Linked DNA regions of Mus musculus: all the other regions are linked to region 3. The links are chromatin contacts, called in public ChIA-PET and HiChIP or PLAC-seq maps. All regions are on one chromosome and are shown on one strand. The core of a region is the stretch at or near the end of the contact, and the rest is flanking DNA. Distances in the headings are between cores, read along the strand shown. Region 1 holds the start of Kis2 (Kaplan integration site 2). Region 2 holds the start of Ccdc160 (coiled-coil domain containing 160). Region 3 holds the start of Hprt (hypoxanthine guanine phosphoribosyl transferase).

What was found. ChIA-PET counts read pairs in DNA pulled down with a chosen protein or histone mark. HiChIP or PLAC-seq counts read pairs in DNA pulled down with a chosen protein or histone mark.
Region 1: a contact with region 3 is called in an RNA polymerase II ChIA-PET map of effector CD8 T cells, with 9 read pairs. The contact joins the promoter of Kis2 here to the promoter of Hprt in region 3. A contact is called at or near these places in 2 of 39 promoter capture datasets (the C10 cell line and pre-B cells) and 2 of 115 datasets of contacts at active chromatin or transcription factors (effector CD8 T cells and embryonic stem cells).
Region 2: an H3K27ac HiChIP or PLAC-seq map of microglia shows a contact between it and region 3, with 6 times the contacts expected there. The contact joins the promoter of Ccdc160 here to the promoter of Hprt in region 3. A contact is called at or near these places in 4 of 39 promoter capture datasets (hippocampal neurons, liver, pre-B cells and 1 more), 3 of 115 datasets of contacts at active chromatin or transcription factors (the 230-238 cell line, embryonic stem cells and microglia) and 2 of 9 other capture datasets (adipose tissue and liver).

What each region holds. Positions count from the first base shown.
Region 1 is chrX:52,743,072-52,746,193 of GRCm38.p6, forward strand. It overlaps Kis2 (Kaplan integration site 2), which reads right to left and starts at 1,522. Exons shown (of 1, transcript NR_003188.1): 1 at 1-1,522.
Region 2 is chrX:52,789,433-52,792,588 of GRCm38.p6, forward strand. It overlaps Ccdc160 (coiled-coil domain containing 160), which reads left to right and starts at 1,768. Exons shown (of 2, transcript NM_001034059.1): 1 at 1,768-1,893.
Region 3 is chrX:52,986,550-52,989,400 of GRCm38.p6, forward strand. It overlaps Hprt (hypoxanthine guanine phosphoribosyl transferase), which reads left to right and starts at 1,529. Exons shown (of 9, transcript NM_013556.2): 1 at 1,529-1,701. The coding sequence starts at 1,675.

The DNA.
Region 1 (3,122 bases), core at 272-2,771, 240 kb before region 3:
TAAGAGAAAATGATAGAAATTTCAGAGCCGCTTTAAGAAACAGTTTTACACTCTTCACATACCGCACAGATGGCCTAGAGATGTCACATTTTCATCTATTTCAAAGGGCTCTACTTCTGTTTAAACATTTATGGACCCATTTTCTCCATTAAACCTAAAGAAGTCAGATTAGCTCTTTGGCTTCATGTCATTATCTTCCACAGGAAAAACCTCTCTCATTTCCAAGTGTGTATCTTACCCAGGAAAATGCTGCAGAGGACAGTCTGAGGGGTCACGAGCTCCCTCCCTCCCATGATGGAATGTTTGTGTTGATGGGGGGACACCAATAAACTTCAGGGACACAAAACTTGAAATGTGTTCAATGAGAAAGGATATTTTAAATGTTGGAACTTTTCGAAGCCACTTAGTGACTAAGATAGTTCTTAAAACATTTTAAATATAAATTAGCAAAACTTTTGAAGTAAATATGAAATCTGCTTCCTATAGTGCAAGTATTGGCTTATTATACTTTTCTTCTTGAACTGGGTTCCTACAACTAGAGATTTTTGCCTCCACTAAAAATATATTACAAAACCTGACTCAACTTCGCAAAACCATACCTCAGCCCTCCAGAGAAAGCTCCTTCTAGCTAATACCTTTCTTTAACACATCTGCTCTCCATCATATATACTAGAAAGTCGCTGTACAACTTCTAAAATTGCAAAGAGGACCCAGTCTTTTACCATTTCGGGATTTTCTCTGGTCTATTCCCGCATCTTCAGCAGCGGCTCCAGTAGAGATCTGTGAACCTCCTGGGAACGCAGGGTGTGCTCCAGCCAGTCATGCCACGCGCTTAGGTCTTCAAGACACCTTAGCGGCCACCAAAATTAAACAGAAAGAAACAAAGCATTATGGGAAACGGAGTTCTCCATTCAAAGCCCCCAAAACGCGCCAAGCTTAAGCCTCTCCCTCCATTCTCGGGTTGGTGGGAGGGAAACCAAGGTAGGTCGGGAGTCCTCCCGCCCCACACCCCACGTGCACCCTGGCATTTGACCACCCACAAGTTCTCCAGAAACCTTCAGAGCAACAAGGGAGAGTCCTTTTCTCACGAGTTGCCTGGCACCCCTCAACTACACTCAGGTACTTTGCTTTTCTCAAGTCTTGCCAGCTCCATCCCCTCCCACCTTAGTTAACTCTCTGGGATCACAGCTGCGCCCGCGGAGGTACGCATCTCCTGGTCCAGTCATCCAGAACAAGCGCGTAGGGGATCTGCCAGTGACCCGCCCTGGCAGGTGGCGCGCGCGACCATCCCGCTGCTGTCCTGCCTGCCAGGATCAGGGAACCGCACGCATCTTCCTAGAGCTCCTGGCCCTCTGCTCTCCTAGCTGGTGGAGGAGGGAGGGCGGCGAGGAGCCACGTGCAGGAAACGCGCCCCGGCGGCCCACGCACACCTAACCCCCAAAGTGTCCGCGCAGCACCACTTGTGCACACGAGCCTGTGGCAGCGGTCCGTCACCTCGAGCTGCGTCCCAAAGCCCGATCCCTGGGAAAAGCCCGCCCTTCGCCTTTAATAGCCTAGGGGGGAAAGCCCGCCCCCGCCCACTCGGCCCACACAGGAATTAGGAAATGGAACCCCCACACCGCCCAGGCCAAAGCCCACGGTGCCCCAGTGACACACAGGACCCGCTCCCTCAGCCTTGCCCTTCTGTCCCCAACACCAGAGTCCTTCCTTAATCCAAGCACCCATGGGATGCCAGTCTAAACCAGTGCCACAGTCGCCTGCCCAGAATGGCGCACTCATTACTACCTTGTCCGGTCAGGCTCCTGAAGCGCTTGTCCCATCCCCCTCTGGAGATAGGCTACGAGGCCCAAGCAGTTGTGGGACCCAGGTGTCCCCACGTCCCAACGAGTGCGCGCATGCGCACTACCTCACAGCTAGATTGAAAGTGTCCCGAAAGTCTGTAGGAGAGAAGAAATACATACCCGGCATATCCACTCTGCCCATGTGAAAGTTTTCAGTTCTGGCATGTGAAGCTACTGCTGAAGTTTCACACTTGCTGAACGCCACCTTTACCCTTTAAATCAGTTTCCTAGCAGGCATTATGAATGGTAATGTCCCTTGGGTGCACGCACAGATGCCAATTACCTTGCTTTTCCCCCTTCCACAGCTAAGACTCATTTGAGAGAAGGCTGTTTAAAAGCACATCCCAAGTACAAAACTAAAATTATGATTTAGCGTCAATACAAAATTAAGCATACTAGGAGGTTATGGGGCAAAAAAGGATAACCATACTATACTTTCTCTGCTTTGTTGGAGGGCACGGGTCCAAGAGGATAGATATTTGGTGAGTTAGATGGTGGAAAGAGTGATTGACCAGATAACAAATAAACCTGAAGTTACTGAGCACGCACTATCAGGAGAGGGGACACTGGAAGGGATGAGCTGGGGCTCAGAAACGAAGACAGGTCCCTTACTCCCTAACACTGTTGCCTTGGGTGATTGTGGCAGTTCAAAGCTCAAAAGGGAACAAGAGCACCACGTGAGTTTCAATCTGGTGCACAGTAGGGGTTCAGGCGAGCGGATTACTAAGGACTGAAAGACTCCTAAGACTTGTCTCCTGCTCCCTGGCCAGCGGTGGAGCTCAAGCAGAATTGCAGGCTCAGCTCAGGTCTCAGTGATGCAAAGCACCCTCGTTACTCCAATGTGTGTTACTCCTACAGGTGGGCTGCCTTCCACTTTCAAACACCCGCACAAACAGACCTCCCACCGTATGCCAGAGCATCTGTTTGATGCTTTCTGGAAACTATGCAAGCCCAAATTTAATATCCAATCAGATCTCGCTTGTGAGAGTTGCATGGACTGCAATCCAACTTTGGACCTTTAAAGGTAGCTAGTGATGGAGAGGTGTGGAAACATATCTCAGACCCTCTTTTAAGAGACATTGTATTAAAGCAGGATTTAAAAAAAAAAAAAACCTCAATGAGCTCAAGCAAAACCTGGGGGAGGGTTGTAAAAGTGGCGCGAAGATAATATCACGTGGTCGGACCCCAGGATGTCTCCTTCCCCTTTTGTCACCCCCCCGGGGGGGAGGAGTTGGGGAGTTACATCCGCTTCTCGCAAATTATTAACATAATTAATTGTGC
Region 2 (3,156 bases), core at 518-3,017, 200 kb before region 3:
GAATCCCACAGGCCAATTCTGTCAGGGTCTTTAATAAAACACACAGTGACATGAGACATCTACCTTGTTGACTTTGGTTCTCTAAGGAGGCAAAGGCAGCCAGAGAACAGGGCCTGGGGGCATCTGAATGCAGCCTTGCCGGTTCCCAGACACCTGTTAGATCCGGTTCCCAAGGTTTGAATTTTCAAAAAGTAGCTCCGGTATTGTTCCCAAGTCACTCACCTGTTAGGTCTTTTAAATTAGATTGTAACTTTTAAAATGAACTTAAACCATCTTTCCCTGGAGACCCCAGAGCCGTCATTTCCCTTTCTTTCTCTTGCTATCTGGTGCCCGCAAAACCCCGTGTTTCACAGCCTCCAGTCTCAGCCCGGCATGGGCTATAAAATTTACACTGTGCAACCGACTAATCAAAGCCTGAGGAGACCATTTATTTGTTCCACAAAATAGCATGTTTAGAATAAATAATATGATTAAGGAGGCGGGGTTTTGTCACCCAAGAAACCCCTCGAAAGTTGTGAGGAAGCTTTAAAACTTAAAGAGAAAATTTGGGTGACTGGGGAAAGCGAGTGATTTTTTTTTTCCATTTTTTATTAGGTATTTAGCTCATTTACATTTCCAATGCTATACCAAAAGTCCCCCATATCCACCCACCCCCACTCCCCTGCCCACCCACTCCCCCTTTTTGGCCCTGGTGTTCCCCTGTACTGGGGCATATAAAGTTTGCAAGTCCAATGGGCCTCTCTTTCCAGTGATGGCCGACTAGGCCATCTTTTGATATATATGCAGCTAGAGTCAAGAGCTCCGGGGTACTGGTTAGTTCATAATGTTGTTCCACCTATAGGGTTGCAGATCCCTTTAGCTCCTTGGCTACTTTCTCTAGCTCCTCCATTGGGAGCCCTATGATCCATCCATTAGCTGACTGTGAGCATCCACTTCTGTGTTTGCTAGGCCCCGGCATAGTCTCACAAGAGACAGCTACATCTGGGTCCTTTCAATAAAATCTTGCTAGTGTATGCAATGGTGTCAGCGTTTGGATGCTGATTATGGGGTGGAGTGATTTTTTTTTTTAACCCTTGAGTATAGTGTAAACTAGTTGTCCTCAACGTTTTTACATTCAAATGGGTTCAAGAACAACTTAGGCAAATTCTTGAGTGATAAATGGAGACAATATGGATGGAGAGACAGGCCTCATTTTTTACACAGGTAGAGCCAGGTTCTGACTCAAGGTTCTTTTTAGTGCTTTGCCTAATGTAGAACTTCTGGCTAAGCCATTGGACTGACCTTCGACAGGTACATAAGGTAGAGATGGGGATATGATGCAACTCCCACATTATTAGCAACCCTGACTCCAACCTAAGGTCTTCCAAAGCGAATCCTCCATAACATCCTGTTACTAAATACCAAATCTAGGGGATTAACCCTATGCAACTGCCTCTCCATTTCTCCACAGTCGGTGGTCACATAGCCTTGAGAATCTCCCACATCTAGTCTAATAGTCCCAGCGGTGCATGGGTTTGCCTAGCATTTTCTTGACCTTTCCTATTCTGACTCAGCGTCTTCTCCCTGCTTTCCTATCTCTTGCCTGGCAGAAGCCACCACAGTGGCCGCCCTACCGGGCATGCTCAGTGCTCTGGTCCGGCCTTGACTCCCTGACTAGCAGCAGTACTCAACCTGCAGCGACCGGTTCCTTCAGTGCCCGGTCCCTTTAAATCCATCCGCCTGGTTGCTAGGCAACAGTGCGGCCCGCGCTGGAGCTGCACTGCAGAGGCTCTGCCCCGGGCCAGCCTGGCCGGGTCGTGGTGGCTAGCACTGAACAAGGGGCTGCCTCCTGTCGGTAGTGACCGGCTTCGGGGAAGAGTGGACAGGGCTCTCCAACCGCACCCGCGCTTCCAGGTATGTCTGTGTAAGGGACATCCCGGGTTCCCCTGGCGCGCCCCTCTTTACCCCCTGACTCTCCCAGCAAGAGGGCGGAAAACCAAGGAAGTCCCAGCAGCAGGTTTTTTTTTTTTTCTCTTGAGAGCCCCAGGCTGGAGCTAGCGTGTGTTTGGAAAGAAAAGAAACAGGGCGTGGGAAAGGGGTTGTGGACAGAGAAGTGGGGTCAAGCTTATCCATTCACCCACTAGCTACAGGATCTGGACTGGGAGGTGAAAAGAGTCACCTGCAGTGGGGGTTCTAACAACATCTTGTTCCTGGCCACCTTCTTTTCCATAGAAGCAAGGATGGCAGGAGTTTCAGTTAACCATTCACAGAGAAAAATCCCCAAACTATGCATATAAAGATACAGCTTTATAGCAAGAATGTGACTCCCATAGTAATAAAGTCTAAGCCTTGGGAACTCAGGGGACTCCGTATCTTTTCTTCAAGAAGGGATAATTTCACACTAATAACAAAGAATTGAGGATCATAGCCACACACAGTGCTGAGTTTTCGGTGGCACTTTGTTTCTCTCTCCATATTGCCTAAACAATAGAAGGGACATTCTGTCCAGGGAAGTGGGCACTTGACCCATATGTTAGAACCCTGAAAGATGAAAGCAAAAAAAAAAAAAAAAAAAAAGCGGGACCATTTCTCTGTGTCATGTTTTTACAAATTAACTCTACTCGAAGGAGGGAAGCCAGGCCTAGGTTCCAGCCCTGTGACTCTTGGTAGGCACATTGTAATCAGCAAGCTTCTGTCTCCACCACAGGTGGCTTGTCTGTTCAATACATGCTCAGGGTAAAGAGATAACCGTGGTGAATGCAGTATCAGTGTGGTTCTTGCCCCACTTGACATTTGTATTGCCCGAGGAAGGAAGACGGTAGCATAACACTTGGAAAAATGGGCTGAAAACTTAGAAAGAGAAATGACTTCTGTCTGGTGCCACATTGCAGATAGACCCACAGACATTGTAGGTGTAGCATCTGTGACTTGAATGGACACTTCAGAGAATAACATGGGTTTGGGACATTCTTTAAATTATATTTCCTGTAGGGAGGTGGGGGTGGTGGTGGTGAACTGTTTTTTCCAGCTCAAGCTGGAGGAGACCAGTGACATCCGGTCTAAGACCTTGGACCTCAGGAAGGGTAAGTACAGTTGTTCTGGTTGTTATCTCATCCTGGGAGTTCAGAAGCTCAGAGTCTTGCCCAACATAAACCTTCAACTTTGTAAGCAAAGCAT
Region 3 (2,851 bases), core at 279-2,778:
CAGTACTTGGGAGATGGAGACAAGAGGAACAGGGGTTCCAGGCCATACTCAGCAACAAAGTAAGTTTGTGGCCAGCTTGGGCTATAGAAGGACCTGTCTTAAAAAACAGACCTGTCTTAAAAAATATCTAATAGGTAAACAAAATATAAAACAAATTCCATGCAGGAAATTGTGGAGAAAAAAATAAATATGAATAACAGCCACAGTTCCCATACATTGTGTACTTTTATATTGTGTCCCATATGTATGCTCGCTCAAATGTATGTGTGCAATCCTTTAATTCCCCCATATTCCCATCAAGTACGGTTAATATGCTTACTTTATCTATTTATTTGTTTATTCATTCTTTTTTTGTTGTTGTTGTATAAGATTGAACCCAGAAGCCGGGCGCGGTGGCACACGCCTTTAATCCCAGCACTCGGGAGGCAGAGGCAGCCGGATTTCTGAGTTCAAGGCCAGCCTGGTCTACAAAGTGAGTTCCAGGACAGCCAGGGCTATACAGAGAAACCCTGTCTCAAAAAAAAACCAAAAAAAAAAAAAAAAAAGATTGAACCCAGAGCCTCTTAGAGCCCAAATGTACTACTGCTCTGCTCTCTTCCTGGCTCTTTTATTTTTTCAAACACTAGTCAGTCAGTTTGTTCGTTCGTTGGTTAGTTAGTTAGTTAGTTGTTTTTCAGCCAGGGTCTCACTTTGTAATGCAGGCTCGTCTGGAATTCACAGTTGTAATTCTCCTACCTCTGTAGTGCTGGGATTACACATATGTGTCGCCACACCTGACTAAAATCAACATGTAAGAAATGGCATCTTATTTGGTAATATATGAATCTCTATCAGCATTTCTTTTGTGTGTGTTGCAGTCATGTGCAAGATGTCTTTCTCCATCCCTATTCCACCTTAACAATTTTTATTTTGAAGCAAGATCTTAATTGTCTGGGTAGGTCGAATATGTATGTGATTCTCCTTTCTTGGTAGCTGGGCATAAAAGCCTTTTTTTTTTTTTTAAACCATACTTGGCTTAAAATGCTCATTTTATGTAAAGGCAAAAAGCATTTTAGGGTCTATTTCTCCTAAGGTTACTAAGTAGTTTATTTTTCCTTTTGGATTGGTACTCCACTTTGTAGACCAGACTGGCCTTGAACTCAGAAATCCGCCTGCCTCTGCCTCCTAAATGCTGGGATTAAAGGCGTGCGCCACCACCGCCCGGCTGGATCTCAAATCTTATGACTAAGTAAAAATTTGTGAAAGAACTGGGCCTAAATCTTGAGGAATCACATCATGATTTAGAGCTGTTTAGACTCATGAGGAGGGAGAAAAATGCGGAGTGATTATCTGGGAATCCTCTGGGAGACGACAGAGGGCCTGGGGGCTGCGGTATGGCCAGTACCATTTTCTTCAGAAAGAAAATTATCAGGCCCACCTAGTCAGATAAGAGTTCCGGAACTGCCTTTGGTGGCGCGCGCGCGGGAGAACGCCCAGCGGAGCCTCCGGGGACGGAGCCTGGGCGGGCCGAGAGGGCGGGCCGAGGGGCGGAGCCTGGCCGGCAGCGTTTCTGAGCCATTGCTGAGGCGGCGAGGGAGAGCGTTGGGCTTACCTCACTGCTTTCCGGAGCGGTAGCACCTCCTCCGCCGGCTTCCTCCTCAGACCGCTTTTTGCCGCGAGCCGACCGGTCCCGTCATGCCGACCCGCAGTCCCAGCGTCGTGGTGAGCCAAGGGGACTCCAGCAGAGCCCCACAGCCGGGCCCCATGCGCCCGGTGGCACAGTGACGCAGGCCGGAGCCCTGAGGCTCCCGAGGCCCGCTCTGGGCGCTGGGGCGGCCGGGACTCTTTGATGGCGGGGGCGGTCAGGGATTCCTGGAGTCTGGCTAGATGCCCCATGAGGGCGGCGGGCAGGACGGGATGGCGGGGTTCGGGGGTGGGGATGCCCCTCCAGTGAGCCCCGACAGAGAGAGAGGGCAGGCTGCGTGTGGACCAGGAAGGTGGCAATGGCGTTGGACTTGACATGTGCGGCCGGCGGACGCGCGCGGTGGCAAGCGGCGGAGGGCGGCTTCAGGAAGGATCAGGCGCGGGGAGGGCGGGGGAGCTCTCCTGGGAGAGGCCCAGCTCTACAAGTTTGGGGTTTGGCGGCCAGGGAACACCTCTAGAAGGAGCTTCGGTTCCCAAGACGACCGCATGAGAGGGCATGTTCAGGCCTGGACTTTGCCCCTAATTCTGCAGATGCCATAATTCATATTTGTGGGAATGCGCAATCACTCCGTTGAATCAGCGCTGCGGCCCAGGCAGTGAAAATCACGCCTATTTTCCACCTGAAGAGTGGAAAGGCGGCTCGTTTTTTGTTTTGTTTTGTTTTGTTTTTTTACCCCCCCATGGCCCAGAATAATGGGCTTTGGCTTCAGATACACTTGACTTGGGAGCCCATGCCCTTGGATGCTGTGGGAATTTAAAAAAAAAAAAAAGTATGGATTTGGTTGTTACGTTGGATGACTTTTTTCCACACTCATCTTCAGATATCCTGCCTTTTCTCCCATTGGCTCAATTTTTTCTAACCTGCCAAGCTCTGTCTCCCCTATCAATCCCAACGCCATAACCTTGCTGATCATGCTTGCTAGAACATCCCATAGCTCCTGCTTCTGATTAACGACTTTAGCCTGCTCTATTCTTATTCTTGCCTCTGGTACTCCTTAAATGTCATATTATGCTTTATATACTACAGATTTAGCAGGTATCTGGTTACTTGTTGGTTGACTTTCCCACTCACACGTACTTTATCTTGATGTTTTCAGGCAGGGTCTTACTATGTAGCTCTGTCTGGTCTGTAATTGGTAATGTAGACCATCAAGCTGGCCATGAACTT